Linked DNA regions of Sus scrofa: all the other regions are linked to region 3. Evidence: chromatin contacts called from public Hi-C and HiChIP or PLAC-seq data. All regions are on one chromosome and are shown on one strand. The core of a region is the stretch at or near the end of the contact, and the rest is flanking DNA. Distances in the headings are between cores, read along the strand shown. Region 1 holds the start of BAZ1A (bromodomain adjacent to zinc finger domain 1A). Region 2 holds the start of PPP2R3C (serine/threonine-protein phosphatase 2A regulatory subunit B'' subunit gamma). Region 3 holds the start of BRMS1L (breast cancer metastasis-suppressor 1-like protein). Region 4 holds the start of CFL2 (cofilin 2). Region 5 holds the start of SRP54 (signal recognition particle 54 kDa protein).

What was found. Hi-C and Micro-C count contacts between places; a contact is called where the count stands out from the background. HiChIP or PLAC-seq counts read pairs in DNA pulled down with a chosen protein or histone mark.
Region 1: an H3K27ac HiChIP or PLAC-seq map of alveolar macrophages shows a contact between it and region 3, with 8 times the contacts expected there. The contact joins the promoter of BAZ1A here to the promoter of BRMS1L in region 3. A contact is called at or near these places in 2 of 5 promoter capture datasets (fetal liver and fetal skeletal muscle), 3 of 47 Hi-C or Micro-C datasets (heart right ventricle, liver and skeletal muscle) and 1 of 2 datasets of contacts at active chromatin or transcription factors (alveolar macrophages).
Region 2: a contact with region 3 is called in an H3K27ac HiChIP or PLAC-seq map of skeletal muscle, with 6 times the contacts expected there. The contact joins the promoter of PPP2R3C here to the promoter of BRMS1L in region 3. A contact is called at or near these places in 2 of 5 promoter capture datasets (fetal liver and liver) and 2 of 2 datasets of contacts at active chromatin or transcription factors (alveolar macrophages and skeletal muscle).
Region 4: a contact with region 3 is called in a Hi-C map of skeletal muscle, with 3 times the contacts expected there. The contact joins the promoter of CFL2 here to the promoter of BRMS1L in region 3. A contact is called at or near these places in 1 of 5 promoter capture datasets (fetal liver) and 2 of 47 Hi-C or Micro-C datasets (heart right ventricle and skeletal muscle).
Region 5: a Hi-C map of liver shows a contact between it and region 3, with 5 times the contacts expected there. The contact joins the promoter of SRP54 here to the promoter of BRMS1L in region 3. A contact is called at or near these places in 2 of 47 Hi-C or Micro-C datasets (heart right ventricle and liver) and 1 of 2 datasets of contacts at active chromatin or transcription factors (skeletal muscle).

The regions. Positions count from the first base shown.
Region 1 is chr7:64,968,248-64,970,947 of Sscrofa11.1, forward strand. BAZ1A (bromodomain adjacent to zinc finger domain 1A) reads left to right here and starts at 1,379. Exons shown (of 27, transcript NM_001244159.1): 1 at 1,379-1,623; 2 at 2,083-2,253. The coding sequence starts at 2,141. It overlaps LOC106507712, which reads left to right and starts at 1,180. Exons shown (of 3, transcript XM_021100054.1): 1 at 1,180-1,673; 2 at 1,729-2,026; 3 at 2,083-2,121. The coding sequence starts at 1,180. The coding sequence ends at 2,121.
Region 2 is chr7:64,761,608-64,764,307 of Sscrofa11.1, forward strand. It overlaps PPP2R3C (serine/threonine-protein phosphatase 2A regulatory subunit B'' subunit gamma), which reads left to right and starts at 1,305. Exons shown (of 13, transcript XM_021099169.1): 1 at 1,305-1,848. The coding sequence starts at 1,791. KIAA0391 (mitochondrial ribonuclease P protein 3) reads right to left here and starts at 1,665. Exons shown (of 8, transcript XM_021099168.1): 1 at 1,511-1,665; 2 at 1-821. The coding sequence starts at 522.
Region 3 is chr7:64,122,501-64,125,200 of Sscrofa11.1, forward strand. BRMS1L (breast cancer metastasis-suppressor 1-like protein) reads right to left here and starts at 1,352. Exons shown (of 10, transcript XM_013989042.1): 1 at 987-1,352. The coding sequence starts at 1,128.
Region 4 is chr7:65,089,753-65,092,452 of Sscrofa11.1, forward strand. It overlaps CFL2 (cofilin 2), which reads left to right and starts at 1,375. Exons shown (of 4, transcript NM_001025215.1): 1 at 1,375-1,549; 2 at 1,662-1,969; 3 at 2,091-2,167; 4 at 2,251-2,700. The coding sequence starts at 1,547. The coding sequence ends at 2,363.
Region 5 is chr7:64,876,268-64,878,967 of Sscrofa11.1, forward strand. SRP54 (signal recognition particle 54 kDa protein) reads right to left here and starts at 1,307. Exons shown (of 16, transcript XM_001927799.7): 1 at 710-1,307. LOC100153150 reads left to right here and starts at 972. Exons shown (of 8, transcript XM_021099173.1): 1 at 972-1,511. The coding sequence starts at 1,415.

The DNA.
Region 1 (2,700 bases), core at 129-2,628, 850 kb after region 3:
TTTTTAGCTTGAGAGTTAAGTTGGGATTTTGAACTGTGAGAGCGATGCTTCAATATTGGTTGAAAATTATCCATCCTCCTTGTCCCTGTTATGAGTCTATCTTTGTTGGCTCTAAGTTTTTCACCTGGAAAATTACTTTCTAGGTAAGGAATTCTATAGTGTCACTCAGTGTACTAGTGGGTGGCCAGTTTAAAACTTCAAATCTTTGAGTGGGTAATTTTTTGAAGTTTATCCAGAGGAATATACTTACTAACCCCTGAAAGTATGTCCAAGCCTCTTTGACTATACACTAAGATGCATTAATTTTATTAATGATTTTTGAATCACAAAATTTTTCTAGCCACGTAAAAGTATCTTAAAAGAAGTTTAAAAATGACAACTCTTGAGATTTGAATAGATCCCTTACATTTTCTGCTCCAGTACACATATGTACTTAATTTGAAGAAACAAAGATGATCCCACATTGTTTCTACGACTGAGATCATTTCATAATATTAGTAATTAGTTACATCCTTTGTTGAATGGCTGCTCTTCAAATTGTCTTTTAGGCCCATTCTTACATGTTAATATGCAAGTAAGCAAATGTCAAAGGTTGTCGCCAAAAAGACCATTTAATATAAAGCTGGCAAACATTTAAAGTTATTTGTAGTTTTGGAAAATTCTTTTAAATTCGAAAGTCACATTATATCATTAAAATTAGTTTCACATATGGAAATCATTGATATGGGAAAGTCGTTTTAGGGAAAATTTCACTAGTAAATCCACAATCTTTAAAATTCCGAATTATTGAATTAAATACTGATCCCTTGCAGAATGTTTTCAGCGCCGTATTCTTCTAAATACTACTTTTTAATTTAAATACGAGGGGGCCCTATAGGCATGATGACATTTTCCGACATACTTTTTTAGGTCTTTGAATTGTCCTTAGTAGTAAAGAGCATTGCTGTCAAGAAAGGTATTTTCAAGGTGAAGGTTTTACATAAGCAAATTATTTTTTAGACATGAGAACTCTAATTTTGAATTAGAAAATATCAAAATATTTTCCACTTCTTATTTCTCCTCCCTCTTCCCTTCCTTAAAATAAAAGTTAAATCTCAATAGGACTCCTTTTCCCATCGCGGAACCAAGCGCTGGTGCCAGACTTGAAGAGGAAGGCTTTACTTTGTTAGTCGCGTGTTTATGAAACCCCAGCGCTCTTCGCAGATCTTTGGGTTGATAATCGCAAACATGGAGGATGCTTCTGATTCTTCACAAGGGGTTGCTCTATTAATTAATAATGTAGCTCTCCCAGGCTCTCCGCCGTCTCTTCCTGTATCAGTGACAGGCTGTAAAAGTCATCGAGTAGCCAATAAAAAGGTAGAAGCGAGAAGTGAAAAGCTCCTCCCAACAGCTCTTCCTCCTTCGGAGCCGAAAGTAGATCAGAAACTTCCCAGGAGCTCGGAGAGGCGGGGAAGTGGCGGTGGGACGCGATTCCCCGCGCGGAGCCAGGCCGTGGCAGCGGGAGAAGCGGCGGCCAGCAGCGCCGCGGGGCCGGCGGGAAGCGACCCCCCGGGGGGGACAGAGCCTCCCCTCGCCGCCTTTGTAGTTGAGAAGGTGGAGAAGTGGCAGCCGGCGTACTTGCAGGTGAGGGGCTCCGTGTGGTCGCTCGGGAGCCGGCCGACGCCGGCAGCGAAGTGGAGGAGAGCGGGGGAACAAAGCGGAGTGACTCCGGGGTCCGCCCGCAGCGAGCTCCCTCGCGGCGTCGGGCCGGCCGGCTGCGCGCCGAGCACGTTGTGAGCCCCGCGGCGGCGGCGGCCGCGGGCTGGGAGAGGGCGCGGGGGAGGGGGCCGCCGTCGCTCCCGCACTGCCCGCCCGCGGCCGGGCGTCCGGCCCCATTGTGAGCCGGCAGCCGGGCGTGCGGAGGTGGGGCGGCTCCGCTCTTTCGATACCCCGGCCGCGACAGGAGCGACCTCGGCTCCGGTGGCAGTCGCGGCGCGTCAGTCACACAAAAGGCAGTCGAGCTTCCCCGGCGCGCGGACCGGCCCACGCCGCCGCCGAGCGCTCCCCACCTTACCGGCTTTCCTTTCCCTCCAATTTTGATAGGGAAGCGGGGCCGGCGCGGGCGGCCGAGGGTCCGGGTGAGCCCGCGGGCGGACACGAGATGCCGCTGCTACACCGAAAGCCGTTTGTGAGACAGAAGCCGCCCGCGGACCTACGGCCCGACGAGGAAGTTTTCTACTGTAAAGTCACCAACGAGATCTTCCGCCACTACGAGTAAGGGCCGGGCGCGGGGGGTGCGAGGGAGTGTGTGGACTCTCTCCCCCACGTCCTTTTGTCTCTTTCCTTATTCTCGCTCTGGGCTTCTGGTGGGGCGACGGGAAAGTGACGGGTGGTCGCGGGCCCGCGTTTCTTTGGCCCCCGAGCCCAACCAGTGACTGCGCGGGGCCCCCGGCTGGCCCCACTGGCCGCGGCGCGCGTGGGTAGAGCCGGCCCGGGCAGAGTAGCCTCGGGTCCCAGGCCGGCCGCGGGGACAGCTTCCAGTCGCGGCAGCCGCCCGGCAGCCGAGCGGCGGAAACTCCCCGCCTCGCCCCTCCCCGCCGCGGCCACACGCGCGCTCCGGGGCCAGTTCCGGGATCCCCGCCTGGCGGCCGAGGGGATCCCCGCTCGGGTCAGCGGCGCGGAGCCGCCGTCCCCCGGCCCCGGGAGGGAATCCCCGCCCCT
Region 2 (2,700 bases), core at 55-2,554, 640 kb after region 3:
GCCTATAACACCATTGTTGTTTGCAGCTACCCAAGCCAGTACAGATTTAGCCACATCTATAGAGCTATGATATTTAACCATCTGTGAAAGGATCCAATTCTCAAAATTAGTCTTTCCTTTGAAATCTTCCTTAAGTTTATTCCACTCCTCTGAATTCAAAGGTTTTGTTGGGAGTTGAACAATGTTCCTCACAGGCGGCCGGAAATAATCTTTACTCTGAGGATTCATCTCTGATCTCTTCTTAGCTGCTCCAGCTGCAAAGAGATGAGGAGAATCAGCAGAAACTTGCTTATTACTACCCTCATCTCTTTTCCTGACATATCTAGCCTTGGCAATCAGCAGATTCATGGCTTTGGTATTTTGTGGAGACATTGGTTTAAGAGAAAACCACTTATAGTTCCTGATACCATAACAGTCTTTGAGAAGGAGACTGAGATAGGCGTGTCCTGGGCCTAGGCCAAGGTATGGGTTACTCTTCCAAAGCTTAGGAAAGCTCCGAATACCAGTAAAATAGAAAGTCATTATGCAGTGAAATCAGCACCAGATTGTAAGAGATATGGTCAAAAAGCCCCAACGTCTACAGCATAATTAAGAGATTGGGGGTAGAAGGTGGAGAATCGAAGCGGCAACTTTCTAAAAGATGATTTTCAGCTTCTAAGACAAATGTGGGTTCTGATTTGGGGGCTAGTTAACAGCAGTGAAGTTTGGTTCCGTTCTCTCCATTAAACAACGATCTGAAGACATCCAACGTCGGTCACAAGTCCCAGGTAGAGAGAACAAAGGAGGAATCCTCTGGTGCCTATTATATTCCAGTCTGGAACCTAAGAAAAAGGCACAAAGAGTATCAGCCAGTTGACTCACATGGACCATAGACGTCCTTGAAAAGGGGCAGGATCCCAGAGGAGCCGGGTTGCAGAAGAGGCGTAAAGTCGAGAGCCCCCTACCCCAGACCCACCAGCAGTAAGGTCAGAGGCGAAAGCCCAAGTCCAGGGGCCCTGGCCGCCAAACTCGCCAAATGAGGAAACAGGGCTGGGGAAGGGGAAGAGAAAGAGCCAGCCAGCGACACAGGTAAGGAAGGGAAGTCCACGAGGATGCAGTGCTCCTACAATGTACCCATGGACCACAAACGGAGTTCACTTGATTCAACAACTCACCACAGCACTCACGCTCCATGCATCCAGAAACGAGGCGGAAACTACCGCGCCCACAATGCACCGCGACGGCCCGGGCTGCGGAGGCGTGGCTGAACCCAGCGCAGGCGTTCTGCCCGGCCTGGAAGCGAGTAAAGGGGATTCTGAGCCTTTTAGTGGCGGGAGGGGGATACAGGCGGCTGCTGAAGGCGGCTACTGCATTCAAGGGGCCTTCAGATACCGCAATGACCAATGAAAAGAAACTGAAATTAGAAAGCTCTTTCCTTTAGCCGGAAGTGCCGCAGGAACTTCTGGGTCACGTGGGGACAAGCGCCAAAGGGCCGAGATGAAGAAATAGAGCAGGCTTTCTTATCCTGTACCTTTAAAATCGGGCTTGGTGAAGCTGGGACGCTGCCTTAAAGAGGCTCATTCTCCGTCTCTTTCACGTTTGTTCCCCCTGCTGTTTGCGTGAGCGCCGTATTTTCCTCAGTGGCGATAGTGACCGACTTAGCCGGATTAGCCGACTTCCGCCCGTGGCTAAGATGGTGGTCGAGCAGCCTTCGTAACCTTTACGGGGCTGGGCGGTGTTGACGCCAGAGCTGGCGTGGGTGGAGCGGTTGGTAAACAGCAAATGCCGGAACTGAAGCGTCGGGGTCAGCGATGGACTGGAAAGAAATTCTGCGCCGGCGGTTAGCGATGCCCAACACCGGTCCAAACAGTGAGTTTGGGAGGGGCCGCCCGCAAAAAGAGCCTGGCTCTAAACTCCCGGAGGTGGGAGGAGGATGGGCAGGGGCAGCTCCTGGGAGCCGCGCTTTCCTCTTGGGTAAAGCCTCTCCTGACAAAGGAGGCTGACTGGAATGGGTTTAGGAGCCAGAGATGTTTGATCCACATTTCCCTGGCAAAAGATTTGTGGGAATAAAAAGTTACCTTAGCCACTCACTTGGGTGGTCCAGACCTAGACTTGTGAAGGATCATTGAGAATCCCGACGCCAACAACCCTTCTATCCTACCGGGATCTATAATCCATTGCTCCTGTAGATTTTTATTTGCCACACTTTTCATTTTTCTCCTTAATCCATTTTAGACTTCATAATCCACTTTTCCTTGTCTTTTCCTTCTACTTCATACTTACTAACTTATCAGCCTAATTAAACATCGTTCCTATTCCACATCTGCATCCAGGGCAGCTGAAAGTGATTGGAGAAAAATGGAACCATGGTGAACTGCCTCGCTTTTAATTCGTGTAACTTAAAGTAGGTGTTTTGAAGTTCATTTACACTTCTTCCGTGTTTCCCTAAAGTCAGGTTCCTGCAGTCTATGGCAGTTCTTTCTCATCTCCCAACCTCCAGTCCTCCAGTATGTCCTACTTACTCCTTACTTCTAGCTGATGAGCTAGTATATGTATTTGAGAAAGTAGAAACAATCGAAGAAATTCACCTGTTTCCATTTTACCATTTCTGTCACCATCCCCCCATAGGTGACCTTAAGATAATAAACTGGCCATGCTCCTATTTGAGACAGTCCCTCTGCTCCAACACTAGATCGTGTTCCTCTATTTTATTCATTGACT
Region 3 (2,700 bases), core at 102-2,601:
ACCTATGAAAGATCTTTAATTGAAGTCAGATCGTAACTATTTATACCTCACACTGAGTAGAACCCAGAATTGCACGAAGAAGTCACTTATAAACACTTATTTGGGGTTGGTTGATTTATTGACTGCAGTACATTCTTCCACGGAGGTTCTTTGAAAGGAAACCTGAAAAGAGGGTGTAGAGATGACAACACACTGTCATCAATCTGTCATCAATTCTTGCTTTACATGGCCAAAATCAGACCAAGACAAAAAATAATGTCTCACATTCATTATATGGACAGAAAAAAAGAATCCAAGTAATCACAAATTCCATTTGTTTTTAAAATAATAATTCCTAAAAGGGTGCAAAAACTATCATCCATGATGTTGGGCTCCTCTCAGTCTTGAAAAGTTCAGAGAGATGCTGCAAACGGTACCGCTCCCACGTCAGCCCCCCGAAAGAGCACCGATGTCAAGTACTGACTGACACGTTGACTTGGAAGCTGAGATTAATAAATTCTAAACCGGCCAGGAGCCAATACAAATCTACCCTTGGCTCAGACAACCCACCCACGTTGCGAAGTAAAGGTTGCAAAGGTGTAAAATAAGAAGTGGGTGGTCTGAGGAGAGGAGGCATTTCCAGAGTCTCCCAGACAGGATGCGGGACAGTCCTCGCTCCGGACGGCTCCGGGCACAGCCCGGAGGTCCCAAGGGCGGGGCGGACCGTGGGCAGGTCCGCGCGGCGTCCAGAAGTGCGGCGAGTCCAGGCTCGCGCCCTGCCCAGCCCCGCCCCGCCCCGCCCCGCCCCGCCAACCGGGATCCGCCAGGAGCACAGGCAGCGCCCGGCGAACAGTCCCGGTGCTACCGAGGGCCGGGAGTGAGTCTCCGCCCCTTCCCTCTCTCCCCGCCCCGCTCTCCCAGCAGGACGCAGCTGCCGGCGTGCAGAGAGCGGCCTGGCGCTAGTCTGGCTCGAGGACTTGGGGTCCCAGCTCTGCTGGGTCGCGTACCTGAGCTATCTCCATCCTCAGAGACCGACGAGCTCTCGGTGTCCTCGTCCTCAGAGCTGCTCCCCTCGTTTTCGGCGTAGTCCACCTCCATCTCATCGTGATGGTTCGTCTCCTTCTTATCCCCTCGAGAATGGACTGGCATTTTCCAGCCGCGCCGTCGCTTCCCACTCCCAGTGCCCAGCCCGGCCACCGCCGCTTCAGTGAAGGGCGCGCGGAACGCCCCGACCCACCCAGCGGCGGAGCTCGTTCTGAAACCCCTCGGCTCCTCCCCGCCCCCGGCCCGAGCCTCACAACCTAACCCGCAGGCTCTGCGCTGGGAGCTCTGCCATTGGTGGAGGCAGTGCTCCTAGCCGGGGGGATGGGGCTTGTGTAGCTCGGGTCCGGTTGGTTACCAGTAATTACGGCGCGGCCTCGCGGTGTATGTTGGGAGTTGTAGTCCCTAGTGGTTCAAGACCCGCAGGGGCAGCCGGCTTCCAAGCTTCAATGGCCCGGCTTGCTTCTCCTCTCTGGACTTCAAGTCCCACAAGGCATGAAAGCTGCCAGACTCGATCGGAGTTTGTAAACTAAGCAAAAACAGATTGTGCGAATTTGGTCTTTATTTATTCTTTTCCCGCCAAGTGATTGTCTGAGCGCCCAAGCTATCCAAAATGTTACTGTCAGATGTGAAAAGGTCTTTTGCCCGAGGATTTTTCCTCCCCTTTGAGGCTGAGGGAACTGGAGAAATGTTTTTACCTAAGCATATTTATTACCACTAATAAACTAATATTAATAAATTAGTTTCTGCTGACGATAACTTGCACTTTCTATGTTGCACAAAAATCTTCCAATTGTTTTTTGAGACTTTTGTAATCAAAAATATGGAAAGAAAGGAATTTTTATCATGGCACTTTCAGCTAGTATTTTTTGCATTCGTTTTTTACCATATGCAACGTGAAAATGCCACCGGTCTTAAGTTTTCAATGAAAAATACACTCTGGTCACTCTTTATGTGCCAAGCACTGTTATGTGCTTTAAGTACATTAATTCACTTAATCCTTATAAAAACTCCATGAACTACATATAATTAGCCTTCCGTTTTGTAAATGAGGAAACTGAAGCGCCAAGTTAGATTACTTGGCCAAAGTCACACCACTAATAAGTAGCAAAGCTAAGGTTTGAACTTGAGTAGTCCAGCATCAGAGCCCACACCCAACCACCATCACACAGTGCCCCTGTAGCAAGTGCTTTCTGTTCTGCTGCTTAAAGAAAAACAGAAGGAAGCTGGAGAGGAGGTATGGATTCTAGCCCTAGTTCTACTGATAACCAGGCAATTCATTTGGGCAAATCACATAATATCTCATCAGTGGTAAAACAAGAAGGTTGCATTATGTTATTGCTAAGTTCTCTTCCAGCTCTAAAAGTCCTGTCATCATTATATTTATGTTTAAGGCAGACAAAATAATATAAGATTGCGCAATTAGAGTTACAGGGTGGTGTTTTGCTTAAAAGGAGTTTCTCTCTCCCCTCCTCAAATAGATTTTTAAAAAGATGTGTAGCAAATGTAAGAGAAACCATAAGGGGAAAAATGAATAAGGCTGGAAAAGAATATTGTCAGCTTGGAAAATACAAATTAATATAAAGCAAACCATGAAAGCTGAGTGAAGTTTCCTCAATCTAGCCTTTAAAAGGTAGGAGTTGGGATTTCCCTGATGGCTCAGTGGGTTAAGGATCTGGC
Region 4 (2,700 bases), core at 125-2,624, 970 kb after region 3:
TCATTTTGTTTTTGCTCATTAATTCCATCAATTGCGGGGGGGACCCCCCCATAGTGTTTATTCTCATTGAATTGGAGGAAGGAGATCTAAACAATTCACACCATCTCTTAAGGGGTTTTCTAAAAAAGACCCACAACGTAGGAATCCAGCTCCTTTCGGTGGAAACCGCAGGCGAAGGCGAGACCACCTCGGAGAGCGGTTCCCCACAGACGCGCCCGCGCCCTCGCTCTCGGGGAAGCAGTGTAGAAACACCCCTCAGGGAGCTGGAGGACCGGACCACTGGTGCCCCGGGGTAGAGGCCTCCTCGCCAGGTCCCGGGGCCCCGACCGCGGCAGCCGGGCCTGCAGGGCGCGAGCGGGGTCAGGTCGAGGACGCGGGCGGGGCCGAAGGGCCGGCCAGGGGCGCGCCCACGTGACCGCCCCGCCTGCGCCGCAGCCCCCCGAGCCGTCGCCGCCGCCTCTCGGGCCGCACTCCCGGCGTGCCCCGCACTCGCCGCCTCCCGCCCCTCCTTCTGCTCGCATCGCCACACAGCCGGAGCCGAGCCGCCGCCGCCGCCGCCGCCGCAGTCTCAGCCGCGGGCACTATGGTAAGGCGGGAGCGCCGGCCGGGGACCCCGGCGGCCAAGGGGGCCGGGGCACGGCGAGCATAAACCCCCGCGCGGCCCCGCCGGGCCTCGGGCCTGAGGCCGCCATTTTAACCTGATTTTGGCCTCCAAGGTGGGCGCTGCGGCCCCGCTGCTCTCTTCCAGCCGGCCTGCCCTCCCGCCGTCAGGCCCTGCCCGGCCGCTCTCCGGATTCCTGGGGGCAGGGAGAGCCCGGGCGCGGGGCGGGGGGCGCGGGGCGGGGGCTGGAGCCTGGGCCGGGGGGCGGCGGCCGGGGGCGCCGGAGGGTCCACTGAGCTTCCTCCCCACCCTCCCCGCCTCCTCTCGCCGCCTTTGCCTTCCGCTACCTAATTTTACCCCGCACGCGAGCTCTCAAATTGGTACGTGCTGTAAAGCCCTTTCTGGAGGCTTTCGGTGAGGGTCTTGATGGCCTGTCATAAAACCCTTAGGGGGAGATTAAGGAGGTGGGAAAACTCTTAAAAATGCTTTCTCGCTGTAAAAAGCTTTTTACACGCGATCCGATCCGTTAGTTGTGAAGTGTCTGCCTTTGAGCTGTGAGGCAATTATGTTGTAGCCGTGGGCGGCTTGGAGTTCACACTCGATTCTCTTTCCATATGAGGAAACGGCACTGGCTAGGATGACTTTAAAGAAAAAAATAGTAGAAGCATTAACTGAAATCCAAAAGTGTTTTTTTAAGGCCTGCTGGGTTGACACAATACAGAAGGTATTTTTGCTGCTGTTCCTGAAGCTCTGACATCACCCAGTGAAATAGGAAACATTTCAGGGATGGGACAGCCTGTATTTGTCCCTTTCCCTCTACCTTCCAGTTACTTCACCTCCAAACCCCTTTTTAAAAGAAGGATGAATGGGGCAGGATGAGTTAGAATCCTTAGGTGCATCAAGGACTGGTACTTAAAATGTGGCAAATTTGATTGGACTACTTGCATGGTATGATGCAATTTTCGATGTCCAGACTAAAGTGAATCCTCCCTGGGCAAACAGTAATTTCGGTTAAAACCAAAATGTGTGCACTGAATTGCTTTTCTTTCTTTATTTTCAGGCTTCTGGAGTTACAGTGAATGATGAAGTCATCAAAGTTTTTAATGACATGAAAGTAAGGAAATCTTCTACACAAGAAGAGATCAAAAAAAGAAAGAAAGCAGTTCTCTTCTGTTTAAGTGATGACAAAAGACAAATAATTGTAGAGGAAGCAAAGCAGATCTTGGTGGGTGACATTGGTGATACTGTAGAGGACCCCTACACATCTTTTGTGAAGTTGCTACCTCTGAATGATTGCCGATATGCTTTGTACGATGCCACATACGAAACAAAAGAGTCTAAGAAAGAAGACCTAGTATTTATATTCTGGTGTGTAAAAACAAAAGAAAAAAGTACTTTTAAAATGCAAGGATTGTTATTAACAGAGTCAGTTTTGCCTTTGTTTTTCTCTTAAGTGGGAGTCAACAGTTTTTTTCTTTCTTCCCTATAGGGCTCCTGAAAGTGCACCTTTAAAAAGCAAGATGATTTATGCTAGCTCTAAAGATGCCATTAAAAAGAAATTTACAGGTACAGACATTGAATATTTTGTACAGAGGAACTGCTCTTTCTTAGTAATGATAAAGTAATGGGGTAATGTGTTTTCTTTTTAGGTATTAAACATGAGTGGCAAGTAAATGGCTTGGACGATATAAAGGACCGTTCAACACTTGGAGAGAAATTGGGAGGCAACGTAGTCGTTTCACTTGAAGGAAAACCCTTATAAAATGACAGTCAAGTGCCATCCGGATCTTAAGGAGCTTCCATTTCTCCAGCTCAGTCGATTGGAATAGTATTAGGTGTTTTTTGTTTTTTTTTTTTCTTTCTTCTTTTTCCCACTGGGTCCTTCCAACACAGTGAATGAAGGAAATACCATTCATGTAAGCAGCCTATCAGTGATTGCCATTAGACTGTTTAATACTGTTACTTTTATGTAGAACCCAAGGAATGCCTTCCCCTCATATTTTAGCCAAAACAACTGATTACATGCCTCCCTTGCAGCAAGCACTACAATGAATGTGATTGTCAATGTGAATAGTTTAGAATACTGCAAAGGGTTAAGC
Region 5 (2,700 bases), core at 57-2,556, 750 kb after region 3:
GCTCTCATGACTCTTTATACCTTACTGGAGTTTATTACTCATCTTGCTATAATGTATATTTATGTGCTTCTCTCTCATTGTTCCGCTATCTCCTCAATGCCAGGGTTGGTGTCATTCATTTCAGCAACCCTACAGATAAGAATGAGTAAATATTTTGTTGAATGAAGCATATGAAAGAACTAGGTGAGCAAAGCATCAAGAACGCCAATAGGGGAAAGAGCTTCAAGAAGTGGTTATTAGAGCCGAACGCTACAGAGAGAACCATCAATTTATCCTAAGTCATCAATGGCACTGAACTGATATCCCTTACTCATTTACTGAATGTCTACTATATGTGGGACGCTGGGTTAATTAGGCACAAGTTAACATGGAAAGATAAAATCTGGAACGCCTCAAGATTTTCAGGTAAGTAGCCTGAATCTAAATTCTTGATCAGGAAAACAAAACCAAGAGTCAGGCCTGCAACTGTTTACGTCTAACTTGGCTCAGGTAAGCCAGAAGACAATTTAAAAGGGTCACAGCGCATCTTTCAACAAAACTTCTGACGGGGGATACGAGATGAAAATGGGCCAGAACATCTCGGTCTCGGGGACGACAATTGGTGGCCTAGGAAGCCGATTCCCTCCGGAGTGTCTAGACCCCTAAGCAGCGACGGGGCTGCCCCTAGCTGCTACCCGGTAGTCAGGGGCGGGAAAAAGCAGACACTTACCGCAAAAGGCACCGCCACCGCCGTGGCCCAAAGGGGCCGGGAAATCCTTCGCGAAGCCCCACGCTGGGGGAGTAAACCCGGGAAAGCGAGGATCAGAAAGACAGGGGCGACCCCACAGCCCGACTTCCAAAACTATATAAACTAGGGTCCCAGCGCCCAGCACCGCGACGCCAACTCCCACCAGCTGGAAGACCGACGACTGCCACCGAACCTTCCGCCCAATGAGGAAACGTCACCACTCTGCGTAGTCCAGCCTTTCAAGAACAGGATACACTTCCGCTTCCGGGGCACCCGCCGCATTCCTTCGGTGCGCTTTATTGAAAGGGTTTTTTGAGTTGTTTGCTTTGCCGGTTTTTGACAGTCGTTTTTTATTGCTCCATAACTACAGCATTAAAGTTAGTATTAAGATACGAGGCTCTCTAGGGATGCCATCTCAGGAAAGAAGTCGGGCTTCCAGGCGCCACCTTAAGAAAAAAAATGACTTGCTGAGCACCACCAGCTAAGAGAGTAATTAGGAGAGATGGGGGTGCAATTGAATGTAGGGATTCCCGGGAGCACGTGAGAACTCCACGGAGGGGGCGGCGCTTAGGACTTTCTCAGCCCTGGGAGGCGGGTTCCACCTTGGGTCAAATCGGGTGTCTGGATCCTCCTCTGGCTGCGCGTGCGCGATGCAAACCTCCCCCTGCTCTTGTTTTCTGCTTCAACATGGAATTCCACTCCGCGAGGCAGGCGGTACTGCAGCTGCTTAATACGGTGGCTCCGGCGGACCTCCCAGCGCTGCTTCAGTGGATGCGAACTACCCGTAAGTGATCAGAACCAGAGGCAGGCGGTTGGGGCAAGGATATGCTGTGGGCGCCGACCTTGGGGACTCAGGAAGAGGCCTAAAGCCTTCCATAGGGTAGCTGTGCTGGTCTCCGCTCTGCTAACGGGGCTGGTCGTCGAGGGCACATCTCAAACTTTGGCAGGTTGAGTCCATTGTAGGATTGGGTGCAGGAAGACGTTGCTCTGGGTTTGTGATTCCGCTACAGACTTCAGACAAGCCGCTAGAGCCACCTTGTGTCTAACCCCTTTTATGAAGGGAAAATCAAAGGAGGGGTTAGCCTTCCCACAAATTTGGGACAACCATTAGGATCCTACCTGAAAACGCCCTTTGCAAGAGAGGTTTTAGGATATAGAGCTGGAAGTTTTAACCCTGCAGACAGAATCACATGTAGCTAGTGCATTTATTTTCTCAATTGTAAAATGGGCCGTTAATTTACTAGCAGTTTTTCCAGGATGGGGAAAGGGAGAAGAAAAAGGGAAAAAGGGAAAGGACCTTGATTTTTGAATAAGGTCCTTTTCCAGATGTGTGCCCCCCCCACACACAAAAGTAGAATAAGACAAGGATTTGTACTAATCACTTCTAGCCAGCATCAGTAATAGAGCTTCTAGCCAGTACAGTATGGCAAGAAAAGGGGTGGGAAGGAGGCATCTCCTTCTGAAACAGATGAATGGATAAATTGTGCTGTATTTTTGTATTGGAATATTGACAAATAAATGGAATAAAGTGTTTAATGTGTAACAGCAAGGATAAATTTGCTAAGCGAAATAAACCATATTGAAAAAAACCTGCATACCATATGATCCGATTTATATAAAATCAGGAAATTTCAAGCTAATTTATAGAGACAGAAAATACATCTCTGGGAGTTCCTGTTGTGGCTTACTGGGTTAAGAATCCAATTTAGTGTCGGTGAAGATTCAGGTGTCATCCCTGACCTCACTCTGAGTTAAGGATCTTGTGTTGCCACAAGCTACAGCGTAGATCACAGATGAAGCTCAGATCTGGTGTTGCTGTGGCTGTGCGGTAGGCCTCAGCTGCAGCTCCCATTCAACTCCTAGCCTAGGAACATCCATGTGTCACAGGTGTGGCCATAAAAGAAAAAAAAGAAAATACGACTCTGATGGCTGGGTGGGTGGAGGTTTGGAGAGAAGGAAGGATTACAAAAGGA